Linked DNA regions of Mus musculus: regions 2, 3 and 4 are each linked to region 1. The links are chromatin contacts, called in public HiChIP or PLAC-seq and promoter capture Hi-C maps. All regions are on one chromosome and are shown on one strand. The core of a region is the stretch at or near the end of the contact, and the rest is flanking DNA. Distances in the headings are between cores, read along the strand shown.

Region 1 (3,248 bases), core at 398-2,897:
TGTAATCTGTCAATTTAAATTCAATAAATTAAATCTAATAAAAGCACTAGATTCTTATTTAATAACAGCTAAATAATTCACCTAGAGTGTCTCCAAATTTCCCATGTAATATTATATTAAAGAAGTGAATATAAAAATTAGTGGTCTTGAAATTGAAATAGAATCAACTTTTACAAACTACTCTGCTAAGTACTCAGACAGCCCTTAAAAGGAAAGTATGATTGAAAACCACCTTTCTAGCTCCCAAAATACCGCTCCCGGCACTTGGTCTGTATTATTTTAGTTGCCTTTCTAAGTACATTCTAAACTTCCAAAAGAAAGTAAAAACTGTTTTACTAGTAAGACAGACTCTAATGCAGTGTCCTGGAGAGAGGACAGAGAACGGAGGTGTCCCCTAATACAGCTATAAGTTTGCTAAGTACCATATGGTCTATGTATGAAATCACAATCAGACTGCTCTGAAAACACTACAGAGTAAGAGAATGCTGGTTTACCTTTCAAGTCTGTGTTTTGAACTCAAAATGTTCTAAAGGTAGAACAGCACAGAGATATCTTCCGGTTTCTGAGTTTATTCTTTTACAAAATCCTTATATATGTACGAGACTTATTCAAATTTTTTCAGAGATTTCACCACAGCTCAAAAGTGGCTTTCCTGACGATCTGTACGACTTTTATGAACCCCTAAAAACTATGACAAATGAGAAGGGTCAGTAACAGTCTTATTTTCATCTAATGTGTCAATCGGTACATTTAAGGTTTTCTAAGAGCAAGGCTATTCGCTTCCATGCGTACCCCCAAACCTGTAAGCAGCCTCTGCTAGGCTTCTCTTTAGTTCAACAGTACTTGCTTGTAAGGGAAGTAATGAAAGCCTTGAGTTCGAGTCGAACAGTCAACCATCCTACCTGATTAAAAGGAAGTAAACCCGAACAGCCCCGTTGCCCCCCATCCGCAGGTCCGCTCCAAGCCTCTTCCCCTGCACACGCATCACCCACAAATCTCCCACAAACCCCCGCTGGGTCTCAGGGTCCCACCATTGACACACTTCCCGTCCACAACTCCTATTCCGTGGGGACATCTAAGCCCCAAGCCTAACTTCTCATCCCACACTCCCTCAGACTGCAGCCTCTCCAGCTCGACTGCCTACTCCACATCTTCCCCGCTCCCTCGTCCACGCTTCCCTCCGGACCGCCGAGCTCGCCCCAAGCCTCTCCTCGCACTCTTCCACGCCCCCGAACACCTTCCCCCTCCACGGCAGGCTCCTCCGCCTCCAGCCCCGACGCTGGGCCCAGGCATGCGGGGCAGACACCTCTTCTATCGCCCCTCACGCCGGCCTCGGCCGGGCCGAGACATCCCCCCCACATTGACCGGAGCCTCCGGGAGAGGGGTCTGAGGAGGACGACGTCCGATCCGCTCGTCCCTCCACTGCTCGCCGCCCCCGGAGAGCTGGAGTGCGGAGTCGCCTCTCGGGTCCCTCGGGGAGCAGGAGTCCGGACCGGTAGCCCTCCGCACCAGCTCGTCCCTATCGTCGGAGTGGAGGGGGAAGGAGGATCCCCGGAACTCACCTAGTGCCTGTTGTCAACATTAGCCCCGGGTTTCCCAGCACCAACTCCAGCGCTCGGGCTCCCCTCCCCTCCCCCCGCCGCTCTCGCAGACGAGGGCCCGCCTTCCCTCCGCTCCCCTCCTCCCTCCGCCCGTCGGCCCGCCCGCCCGCCACTCACCAACGCGGCCGGGCTGCTAGGGGGGCGGGGCGGAGCGCAGAGGGAAAAGGAAAAGGCTGCCCGCACGACTGCCTAGTCCAAATGGACCTTCGTCTCCGGTCCCTCGCTATGTGTTCAATCCCTCGTCTGGGTTAAGAAGTGATCAATCTATACCTAATCTCGAGGATGTGCTTCTCCTTCAGATATTCGTTGAAATTCTCCTATCTGTAAATTTTTATGTACAGGCAATGAATAGGACAACCGCTTCCAGCACCTCCAATCAGGGCCCCAGCAGAGGGGAGGAGTGTTCCAAGGACCGGAGGCGGGAAGTGGATTGGTCGTCAGGAAAGGGAAAGCGCCTGAATTGGAGATGCGCAGGCGCAAGCGATTCACGGCTGGGGGCGGGGGTGGGGGGAGCGAGAATGAGACGGGGCGGAACTCTAAGGAGGCATAGAAGAGTGGTGGGATAGTAGAATTACGGGGCGCTGTCGAGGTCAAGGTTGGTAACTTAGTTCTCCGAAGGTTGCCTGATGCGAACGTGAGGAACGGGTTCAAGAAGGCAAACTTTGATTGGACTAATACCGAAAGGTTGAAGGTTTAAAAAATCGAAAAGCTAAAGAACATGGCTGTTGAGGAAGGTAGAGGTAGAGTAGACTGGTGGGGGAATTTCCAGAACCGGTTTAAGGTGTTGGACATGAAAAACAGCTAAAATAGAGAGCAATCAAGGCTTTTCCCATTTGGAAAATATAGAAAGCCCTCTATTGTAAGTATTATAACTTTCACAGTGGAATGAAATCGCCCCGTTTTTAAAGGGATGGGGTTACGAACTTGAACCAAATTGACTGTGAAGTGCATTATCAGCTGCTCAACCTGTTTTCCCAAGTGGATATAATGTGCTTCTGACCTCCGATTCGTGTTCAGATTGTGGTCTGCTTAGATGTACATATGGTTCTGCTCTGGTTGGCCCATAGCCAAAGGAACAAAGGTGCAAAACAAGTCTGGATTCATCAGTGTTCAAGCCCGTACAATGATCTGCTACCAACCTTAGTGCTTGAGATGTCTTTGCCCCCTTTTTATTCAGCCTTTGCCCATTTGCTTTCTCCCTGCCCACTTCATTATTAGCAAGTAAATTCTCTTTCAAATTGTGCACCTCCTGGGTTAATTTTTTCTTGTTCAAAACAACCAATAGGTCAATCACGTAAAGGGCACCGAAGGAGGGAGAGGTGAATGCTGCCACTCTATGCCATTGATAAGTAATTATGAGAAGCTTTTTGTTTTTTGTTTTTCGAGACAGAGTTTCTCTGTGTAGCCCTGGCTATCCTGGAACTCACTTTGTAGACCAGGCTGGCCTCAAACTCAGAAATCCGCCTGCCTCTGCCTCCGGAGTACTGGGATTAAAGGCGTGCGCCACCACGCCCGGCTTTTTTTATTTTTTAATATTTATTTATTATTATACCTAAGTACACTGTAGCTGTCTTCAGATGCACCAGAAGAGGGTGTCAGATCTCATTACGGATGGTTGTGAGCCACCATGTGGTTGCTGGGATTTGA
Region 2 (3,248 bases), core at 207-2,706, 240 kb after region 1:
TGTGCTTGATTTAATTTCATGTTTTGTTCATTATGGCTCTAGGAGCAATAGGCTGTTTCTCCCCAACCTCCAAGCCCGTGAGCGTGTGTATCCCACAGGCTGGGTGTGTGCAGCATCCAGGTCTGTGTAAATACACTTAACATGATGATCATATGACTCGGTTGTCACACTCCTAAACAACCAATGGTTATAACCCTCTTCTCTGCTGTTCTCAGCTTCAAGAGCTTAGGACTAAGGGCCAAAGAAACGTGGAAAACAGCACTGAGAATCTAGGGATAGGTAGATTTTTCTTCTAACCTCCTTGGGAGTCCACAAAGGGCTCCAAGGCAGAGCCTCTGGCCAGTCTGAACCAATGGGGAGGTGTTGGGGGGGGGGGATTTCTTTTTCTGAAAGCAGATTCACACCTCCTCCTCCTCCCCCCTCTCAAATTGGAACAGTCCTGGGAAAATGGGACAGGTGTCCCCAGTTAAGAGACAGGGCTGTTTACTCAATTCAGCCGAACAGCTCTAAGGGAGAGGAAGTCTTGCTACAAAGAAAACTTAACATTTCCTATCATGAGGTAGTAGTCCCTGCCAGTTGAACCAAAGGACCAACTGGAAACGCTGCCTACTGTCCTCTAACAGGTGAATACCAGGTGAGAGTGGGCAGGTCAAAGTTCACTCTGGAGACCAGAGGCCTGAGGAAAATGTATCTCTGCTTCTACCTTAACCTTCTAAGTAAGCCACTTGCGGGGTATGCTGATGGGGGAAGGCGCTAGAGAGAGGCGTCTTTCCATTGAATCGGTGTAATTTGGCCACGGCCTCAGAGCATCAGGAGTAAAGTGAGAAAGAGGAAATCAGAAGGGTTCAAACACTAGTCAGTCCAGTCACTCCAGTTCTGGGCCAGGCCAGCCACCATGTCCCGCATCCACCCATCACTTGGCCGCCAAATAACCCCTGGAGTTTTACTCCGGAAGGGACCACCAGGCGGTGATTGGCTCGTCTTGGGCGTGCCTGTCCGATACATCCCGAGGTTTCCTTTAGCTGCTCCAAAACTGACGTGAAGCAGATTTTGGTGCAATGCGAATTAGCTCCAGCAGCGGAGTCCGGAGGTGACTGCCGAGCTCCGGGAGCGCCTGCTGGGGCAAAGCTGCGGCCAGGAGTCAACGCCCGCCTGCCGATGGCTCCATCCAGGCCGCCGCCCATTGCCTTGACAACAAGCCCCCACCCGCCCTCCTGCACAGCAGGCTTGGGTCACCGGCTCTTGGGTATGCGAAGGCGCCCCGCCCTGGGCGCCCCGCAACCGTGAGCCGCGCAACCCCACCTTGCCGAGAGCTTCCGAGCGCCAAGCAGAGGCGCCCCCTCCTGCTCGAAGAGGGAAAGCCCGGGCGCCCCCAGCATTGACTTCATAATAAAGCTCCCTAAAGGCTAGGGCTCCCCCGCGCGTTCCGGCGCCCTGCACCTGCTGGGTTCTCCCACCCGCCCTCGCCCGGGGACCCAGGGTGCGCGGACGGCCTGGGAGCGTGCGTGGCTCCGTGGTCAAGTGCTGCATCCCGGCGCCCAAGCACGGAGCTCCTGGGGAGGGGAGGGGGAGCGGGACATCCCCGAAGGCCGCCTCGCGGGAGGCGGGGAGGCTGCCGGGTGCACTGGGAGGGCGGGGAGCCCGCGGGAGGAGGCGGGCTGGGGGAGTGGGGCGGGCGGCGGGGAGGGAGCAGGAGCCAGGCAAGAAAGTAGCAGAAAGTGAGGCTGGCAGGCGGCGGCAGAGGCAGGAAGTCTTTGCCGGAGAGCAGTAGAAATTAGAGCCAGGGAGGGACCGCGGCGGCAGCAGCCAAGGCGAAAGAGGAAACTGCCGAAGAGGAAGCTCTGCGGCAGCCCGAGCCTCCCTGCGCTCCGCATCCTCCCGCTCCGCATCCCGGCGCCGGGCATCCCCCGGAGCCCGCGCCGCGCCTCCGGCGCCCCTTCCCCAGCGCAACCCTCGGCCGCCCTACAGCATTAGTCTGCCATGGCCCGGGAGAACGGCGAGAGCAGCTCCTCCTGGAAAAAGCAAGCAGAAGACATTAAGAAGATCTTCGAGTTCAAGGAGACCCTCGGAACGTAAGTGGGTGCTGGGGACCAGCGGGTGGAAGTAGCATCGGTGGCGGCAGCAGCGTCGGCTGCTCCTGCTGCTACCGTCGCCACCGCCACCGCGGCAGAAACTGGCTGGTCGATGCGTCCTCATTGTCCCATAGTCCGCTCTTATGGAGACCCTCCGCGAGTCCACCGCGTGGGTCTGCGCCCACGGTTGACACCTCTCCTGGGCGGGGGAGGGGAGCGCAGGGCGCGCAGAGAACAGCCCACGCGGGCGGGCGACTTTCCTTTTCCCTTGCCACCACCGCCCTCCACTGATTTTCTCCCCACGCGTGACTGTGGGCTGAGCATGGTGGATCTCGCTGATCGCTGGCTGTGTGCACTTACTCATCGTGTGTATGGGCGCACTGGGCCGACGAAAGTGGTCACGAGGAAATTCAGCTTTTGGTCCTACCCTTACATCATATATTCCTATGGAATTGACATATGCACGTACTAGGTGTAGACAAGACTTTGGCTGGCCTCAGGATGATGGGAGGGAAGAATTTCGCAGTATTCAGAGTGACATGTGGTCAGAGCTTCATCTGTGTGTACATCTCACCATAGGGTCAGATGCCCGGCGCTGGGGTTCATGTCCGGGTGGGAGGAGGATCAGTGAGTCTTTAGGGGCGGTTCTCTCCGGGGCTCATGCTTGATGGTTACATCTCCAGAAAGCAGAAATAATCAAAAGTGTGTGTCATCAGAGCTCTGAACATGTGCCACTCAGTACAGCTGCAGTTCCCTTCCTGCGCATGAGTTGGCTTTGTTTTGTTTTGAAGCGCCTCAGATAGGTACAGGGGCTGTGAAAGAATTCAGCGCCGCGGAAAGAGTCTGAAGTTCAAGTTATTTTCTTCCACCACTTGATCGGTTTCTGGTTTTGATCGGTATCTGTACATGAAGATACAGTCTCACACGTGCTCCGTAAAATGAACCTTTTGCTGGGGTTTAGGAGGGTGCTGATGACTCGGAGAAAAGGAGGTGGTGATTCCCGGGTGTATCTGTGTTTCTGGGCGCTTATCTCTCCTCCTGCCCTCTCGGCCTTCTTATTTCTGGGCTTGGTTTGCTTTTCCAGGACCTCAGTTTTCAAGCCTGCTCGAAGTGCAGAGTCCCACAGCTAAATATTGGTAATTATTTCCCTCCACCCCTCCTGTACCCCATCTGCAG
Region 3 (3,248 bases), core at 308-2,807, 210 kb before region 1:
TTCATAATGAGAGTACTTTAAACTCTACCCAATTTAAAGAGGTGCACACACACATTTGCTTGTGAGTGTGTGTGTGTGTGGTTGTCAATAAATCTTATATGCACAATGTCTGCCTCTCCATCACGTCACCTCTGCCTCCTCTGCTGTGGGTCCCCAGCTTCAACAAAGAACTTCTCTTTTATGTTAGACTGTCATGTAGAATTTCAGCAGGAAACAGTACGTAGCTACTTTAGATTTCTTAAATGTTTTGGATGCTTGCCTAATGCTCCCTAAAGCAAAACACCTTTGAAGGGGAAAGAAATCATCGGCTGAAGAGTCAGGAAACTCATGGACAGATGTATATAGGCCGTATTAGCATCTGCTGGCTGCTATGACAAATGACTGCACACCCAGTGACCTGACAACTGAAATATGTGCTTCCCTTCAGATCTGGAGGTCAGAGTGTGAAATGGGTTTCACTACACTGTGAAGGTGTGGACAGAGCTACATTCCTTCTGGAAGACGCAAGGAAAATATTTGCTATTCCTTGGCTCATCCTTGACCAGCTTCTAGACACTACCAGCATTCTTTCACTTAAGAGTCAATTGGCACTTGCGTCATTCTGGCTTCTGTTTCCTGGTCCCATCTTGTTCTCTCCATCCTGACCCTCCTGCCCCCTCTTGATAATAGTCTCGGGATTGTATTAGACCTGCCCGCATAACCCAGGTAGCCTCCTTACCCCAGGAGCTGTCACCCAATCAGGTATACAAAGTTTCTTCTGCCAAGTAAATTAGCATAAACCCCAGACTTGGAGAGTTAAGGTATGGAGGGTGTGTTGTGATTCTGCCTCTCGTGGGCAGGAGAAAGCTGTAGCCCCACAGTTCTTAAGGCCTTACAGTCTCAACCCTGGGAGACCCAGGGTTCAAGAGGCTCAGGCACAGTAGCTGAGGGCTTCCTCTTGAAGTGGCCACTTACCACCACGCTCCCCACAGAGACAGAGGATAACCCTCTAGTGTTAGCCCTGCCTAACACGGTGGAAGGAAGGGGCTTGAGCAGCTTGGTAGAGCTCCGGGGAAGGCTTGGAAATAGCATCTTTATCCTTGCCTTTTGGCACACCTGAAGCAAAGGTAGGCAGGCAAAGTCAAGTAGTCTTACTTCCAAGAGGCTGTGTGCACCCCGAGGCATGATACCAATGCCCATGATTCACGCTGATCAGAAACACGCCAACAAGAGACTCGGGATGAGAAGAAGGAAGAAAGAAATCTGCTGAGCTGGCGGCGTGGTCTGTCTTTCCAAGCCAACAACAGGGAGGCAGGGTTCATGGCTGGCACTTGTCCCTACCCAGGAGGTGAGTTACCTGCATCTACCCTTCAGAACTCACTAAAGCAAAAAGGATTGACTAGAGAGGAAACACATGCCAGGAATTCCTGCCAGCCACTGGGTTTCAAGGGACCTTTCTGCTCTTCCTGCCACACCCAGAGGAGTTCAAGAAGTTAGCCAACCACAGAAGGAGGAGCCCAGGAGAGGCCGTGACAGAGACGTGTTTACTATGCTCACGGAAGCAGGCCTCACCCACACCTCCCCAGCTGGAGGGGAAACTGGAGCTGAACTTCAGAGCCACAGAGAGGCGGGGCAGGTCTCTGGAGAAGACTGGGGAAGGCTGTGGAGAGGGACTTTAATGATTGGGGCATTCATCTGGGCAAGACAGTCACCTGGGGAAGGGGTGCTATCTCACTAAGAGCTGTGCTGTGTCAGGAGACACACCTGAATGTTCTGAGCATGTGATCTGCCCACTCAGAAGGGCCTCCTGCAGTTTAAAGATCCGCAGTTGATACCTTGACCTTTTCTTTCTCTCCCCATCTTGCACTGGGTTGTAAAGTATGCAGCTGGTTCTTCAGGTAGTCCTTGCACGTGTGTTTGTAGGGCAAAGGATTAAGGAGGTTAGACAACTGCCAGGTTCCTTCATCATATAAAACAGAATTTCTTCTCATCCATTCATACTTCCTTACACACATACAGAGACAGAGACACAGTCAGAGATACAGACACACTGACAGAGACACAGAGAAAGAGAGACTCCCCTATACAATGGATCACACTAATCAGATGTCCAATGGTGCATACAGGATAGATCAGACCATGATTTATAGATCCTGAATGCTACTTGGTTGAATTTTAAAGGAATACTTTGGTCCTCAACTGACTGCCGGGGGGGGGGGGGGGAGTAGGATGGGGGGGGGAGTGGGATGGGGGAGGGGGGAATAAAAACCTCAAAATCAATCTGAACATTTGGAATTTAAGTTCTTGAACAACCCCAGAATATTATGTTGGAAGCTGGGCAAAGTGGCACATACCTTAGATCCCAGCACTCTGGTGGCAGAGGCAAATGGATCTCTGTGAGTTCTAGGTCGGGCTGTTCTATGTGGAGAATTCCAAGACAGACAGGGCTACATAATAGCTCTCTACCTGCTCCAATAGAAAAGAGAATATGGTTTTGAAAAACCAGAAGGAAGGGAAGACATCACTACAATGCTGTGATAGTATATGTGATAGTATATGTGATAGTATACGCTTGGGCTAGGGAGTGACAGTATTATAAGGTGTGGTCTTGTTAAAATAGGTGTGTCACTGTAGGTGTGTGTTTTAAGACCCTTACCCTAGCTGTCTGGAAGCCAGTGTTTTGCTAGCAGCCTTCAGATGAAGGTGTAGAACTCTCAGCTCCTCCTGCACCATGCCTGCCTGGATGCCACCATGTTCCTGCTTTGATGATAACAGACTGAACCTCTGAACCTGTAAGCCAGCCTCAATTAAATGTTGTCCTTTATAAGACTTCTCTTGGTCATGGTGTCTGTTTACAGCAGTAAAAACCCAAAGACAACAACCCTTGGGAACTGATGACAAGACTTGGAAGTTCTGGAGGGAATAGGAAGCATGAACACACCCACTGCGGTTCCAACTTGACCCGGACTGCTTCTCTGTGGGCAGGGAAAGACAGGAGGTGTCTTCTCAGGTGGGTAGCATAAAGCACTTTAAAGAGCTGGGAAGACTTCTTTTCTGCTAGTAATTGTCTGTTAAGAACGTTTGCTTCCCTGAAATTACTTCATTTGAGAAAAATAAATGGCTGTTCCTGAAAAACAAGACCTTGGAGTGCTGTTTGTCATCTTACTCTTGGTTAAAGGTGAATCGGGGTGGGTGGTAATAATCCAAATCAAGAGCCTCTGGACACAGGCACTAGGGCTCAGCCTGTAACTCCGGAGAGTGTGGCTTCA
Region 4 (3,248 bases), core at 246-2,745, 180 kb before region 1:
CTTCCTGGGGAAGACCAAGGTATGATCTCAGGACTGAGGAATTGGGCTCAGCCCTGTCAGCTGCCTGTAACCCAGTCATTTGTGTGGCCAGCCACTTCCTTCGCTTTCCATTAAATGGGGAAAATGCAAACATTTAGGGGGTACAGGTTGTCATTCGAGCCACACCAAGCATTACAGTGAATAAAATCCATGGCCCTGGCTTTCTCGCTGAGAACATTAGCTTCTGCCCGGTTGGGAAAGGCTGCCACAACAATGAGCTATTACTATTAGCTACTCAGAAATGTTCCCCCCGGTGGTAAAGATATCCCAACAATCAACAGGATCAAAACCGGGGCCTTTCTTCAGCCTCGTCGACCTCAAAAATCCCTCTCTGTAAAATAACCATAAGAAGTCAAAGGACCTGGCTGGCCAAGAAAATGGCTCATTGGATTGAGGCACTTGCCCTGAGCCCTGAACTCTGACCCTCGTGAGGGCAAGAGAGGACCAGCTCCTGAAGGCTGTCGGCTGACCTTCACTTTTTGAAGCATCTCTCTCTCTCTCTCTCTCTCTCTCTCTCTCTCACACACACACACACACGAATGAAGGAATGGATGAGTGGATGAATGAATGAATGAATGAACCAAAAGAAACAAAATCCTCAAAAAAAAGCAAGAAGGATTTTGACATTTTTCATGACAAGCAAATGATAAATATTTAAGGAGCTGGCCATGTTTACTCTGCTAAAAACCCTGTTCAGTGTGCACACATATGGGAACATCACATAAGTAACTCACATATGGACAATGCTTACAAGTTCATTAAACATGAATAGAGCTTGGCGTGGTGGCACACGCCTTTAATCTCAGCCTGCATTGGCTCTCTCTGAATTGGAGGCCAGCCTAGTCTACATAGTGAGCTCCAGGCCAGCCAAGGCTACATAATGAGATCCCTTTTCAAAAAAACAAAAACAAAGAAAGACTTAACCCCACGACCCCACAAACATTGTCTAAATGAATTAAACAAAATAATGTATGTTATGTGTCTTGTTTGAAAGTATACGTATTTCATAAATAACAGTCATTATTATTAAATGAAAATAATCTCTTCAGGATATTGTTGTTGGATGCCTGTAATCTCAGAAGTCAGGAGGCTGAGGCAGGAGGATCATGAACTTGAAGCCATCCTACATAATGAAATTCTACTTTAAAACAACAACAACAACAACAACGAAACTCTCAAAGTTAGTGGTGGAGTTGCTGGAGAAGTCCCTTCTTATTCAGGACTTCAAAAGCACATTGGTATTACGATTGCTCATGCTCAATTCAGTCTCACAAGTAGACCGAGAAGGCCTGACAGGCACAGCCAAGGGCTTTGGGCGCTGGCCCTTTAAGTATCGCGGGGACGCGCAGACTACCTCTGGCCGACTGGAGTCCGGCCGCCAGGAACGCGCGGCAGAGGTGCAGAGCGCTGGGCGGCGGAGCGCGCACGGCCGCCGAGAGCGCGCGGCGGGGAGGTGCTGGACGCCCTGGGGAGCGCGCTCCAGGCAGCCCGGGACGATCGGCGTGCGTGCGTGCACGACTTGCTGGCCGGAGGACGGCGTGAGCCCCGAGGGTCTCAGTCGGCGTGGACACCTGCGACCCGCGGAGGGGACTTGGCTCGGTGAGTTCCGCCCTACTGAGCGAGGCCAGGCCAAGCGCGGGACACCGGGAGCGGCAGCAGCTGTCGGGATCATCCAGGGCTCCCGGTCCGGGTCTTGGTAACTGGGGAAGCCCTTTGCGCGCAGCTGGGGCTCTGTCGTCGCCGAGGTCAGTGCCACCGGTTGGCCTCCATCCTGGGGCTTCGGGGATCGCGACGTGTGGCTTTTCACCTAGGGGTTTTCCCGAGAGCGAGAGTGGCTCGTGGCGTGTTGTCTGAGTTGAGTCTTTGGTCCCTTACCTTTCCTGGAGCGGACTGCGCGTGAGGACCGTGTCCTTTGCGAGGCTGAAACCCGGAGATGGCCAGAGCCACCTGTTAAACCAGTATCCTGAGCGAATCCTTCGGCAGGTTTTCCATGCCCCCGCCGGTTCCCCGCAGGTAACTGAATCGCGCGGGGATGTTTGTGTGGGTCTGCCGGGAGACCTGGGACGGTAGGGTTAGAAAGACCGAATATGTGGCTAATGAGACAGGGCTTAACAAAAGGCAGTCAAATAAACTGCAGCGTTTCCCTGAGACGGAAAGTTTCTCAACTTTTGTTTTACGGATTCTAAATTTAAGTAACTAACCCCCTCTAGGCACCTAACCACAGGACAACTCTGCCTGAACCTATTTGGTGCAAAGGAGACAATGAAGAGGGGTTTGTGTGTGTGTGTCCCCCTAAAGAGTAAAACTTTCGAGTCCCGCTGTGGGAAGATTCCCTCTGGCTCCAGTTTTAATAGATAACAACAAGAAGCTTTGTCCTAGAACGATCTAGAAATACCAAACCAGGTATTAAGTGTAAACTCTGGGAAGTGCTTGAAGGACAGACTCTTAGGAAAAATAATTTTCTGTGAGGTGCTCCAGTGTGTACTAAAACTTTGCCCTCATATTCCATGCCTGAATGTTCCAGATTGTTTTCCTAGGTGGAGGAGGTACTTTCGTTGGTGCGGCCAATGGTGCGGCCAATGTGGAAATACAAACAAATGCCCTATTTACTTGGGGCTGGGTGGGAAGGGTGGAAGTCGGGCTACGATCTTTCTTGCCAGGCTTGACAGCGTATGTATGGAATCTTCTGTATTTTCTTGCCCAGACCAGTAATAGCCTTTTTCTCGGTGACTGGTTCCTTTTAACAGTGACTCCAGTGAGCTTCTCACTGGAAAATTTTGGATCCTGATAATTTAAAAGCATTTTTCTCCTCTCACAGAAAACAGAAATTTGAAATTAGAATAAGTGGCAGTTATAAAGATGGGCTGTGTTTTTTGAAACTGAAGAGCCCCGTGGCACTTCGTTGAAGAGGGATTGGCCTGTTTTAATGCAGGCGTGGTGTGGCCCTCAGTTCCTTCATCCTTACATTTGTGGTCTCTTTCACCAGCTTCAGTGTTCTGAGCCCTGACTTGCGAATGCACATGCAGAATTTCTAGATAAGAGCCATATGGTCCAAACTGATTAAACCAGATCTGGTAATCCTGCCTTCGCCAGTGGCTGATGAGACACCTGGCCTCGGCTCCAAGGTTCTGAGACACCTCAGGAGCCTACAGTTGGCACCTTATGTTGATCTGAAGATCAGCTCAGGTAACTGATAGAGGCAGAGGACA

The links. Promoter capture Hi-C pulls out the DNA fragments that hold promoters and counts their contacts. HiChIP or PLAC-seq counts read pairs in DNA pulled down with a chosen protein or histone mark. Capture Hi-C pulls out chosen DNA fragments and counts their contacts.
Region 2: a promoter capture Hi-C map of liver shows a contact between it and region 1. The contact joins the promoter of Camk1d here to the promoter of Upf2 in region 1. A contact is called at or near these places in 2 of 39 promoter capture datasets (neutrophils and pre-B cells), 8 of 484 Hi-C or Micro-C datasets (CD4 T cells, CD8 T cells, double positive thymocytes and 3 more), 2 of 115 datasets of contacts at active chromatin or transcription factors (effector CD8 T cells and memory CD8 T cells) and 2 of 9 other capture datasets (adipose tissue and liver).
Region 3: a promoter capture Hi-C map of the HPC-7 cell line shows a contact between it and region 1, with 7 times the contacts expected there. The contact joins the enhancer-like site here to the promoter of Upf2 in region 1. A contact is called at or near these places in 14 of 39 promoter capture datasets (the 3T3-L1 cell line, 3T3-L1-derived adipocytes, the C10 cell line and 9 more), 1 of 15 datasets of contacts at CTCF or cohesin (the NIH/3T3 cell line), 3 of 484 Hi-C or Micro-C datasets (bone marrow-derived macrophages, embryonic stem cells and epidermal suprabasal cells), 12 of 115 datasets of contacts at active chromatin or transcription factors (the HPC-7 cell line, the NIH/3T3 cell line, the SCID.adh cell line and 8 more) and 1 of 9 other capture datasets (liver).
Region 4: an H3K4me3 HiChIP or PLAC-seq map of embryonic stem cells shows a contact between it and region 1, with 21 read pairs. The contact joins the promoter of Proser2 here to the promoter of Upf2 in region 1. A contact is called at or near these places in 11 of 39 promoter capture datasets (the HPC-7 cell line, cranial neural crest, embryonic stem cells and 6 more), 2 of 484 Hi-C or Micro-C datasets (embryonic stem cells and uterus), 8 of 115 datasets of contacts at active chromatin or transcription factors (bone marrow-derived macrophages, embryonic stem cells, epiblast stem cells and 3 more) and 3 of 9 other capture datasets (adipose tissue, liver and pancreatic islet).

What each region holds. Positions count from the first base shown.
Region 1 is chr2:5,949,868-5,953,115 of GRCm38.p6, reverse strand. Upf2 (UPF2 regulator of nonsense transcripts homolog (yeast)) reads right to left here and starts at 1,647. Exons shown (of 22, transcript NM_001081132.1): 1 at 1,563-1,647.
Region 2 is chr2:5,712,970-5,716,217 of GRCm38.p6, reverse strand. Camk1d (calcium/calmodulin-dependent protein kinase ID) reads left to right here and starts at 1,456. Exons shown (of 11, transcript NM_177343.4): 1 at 1,456-2,072. The coding sequence starts at 1,981.
Region 3 is chr2:6,161,105-6,164,352 of GRCm38.p6, reverse strand. No RefSeq gene overlaps it. Among named protein-coding and RNA genes, the nearest start is that of Gm10857, 30 kb to the right of the region's middle. Within about 2 kb of position 1,557, at least 136 of the 459 cell types and tissues checked have an H3K27ac peak or open chromatin away from gene starts, as enhancers often do. A contact at or near this core is called in the HPC-7 cell line, embryonic stem cells, epidermal suprabasal cells and 2 more, where this site is marked.
Region 4 is chr2:6,128,432-6,131,679 of GRCm38.p6, reverse strand. It overlaps Proser2 (proline and serine rich 2), which reads left to right and starts at 1,495. Exons shown (of 4, transcript NM_144883.4): 1 at 1,495-1,638.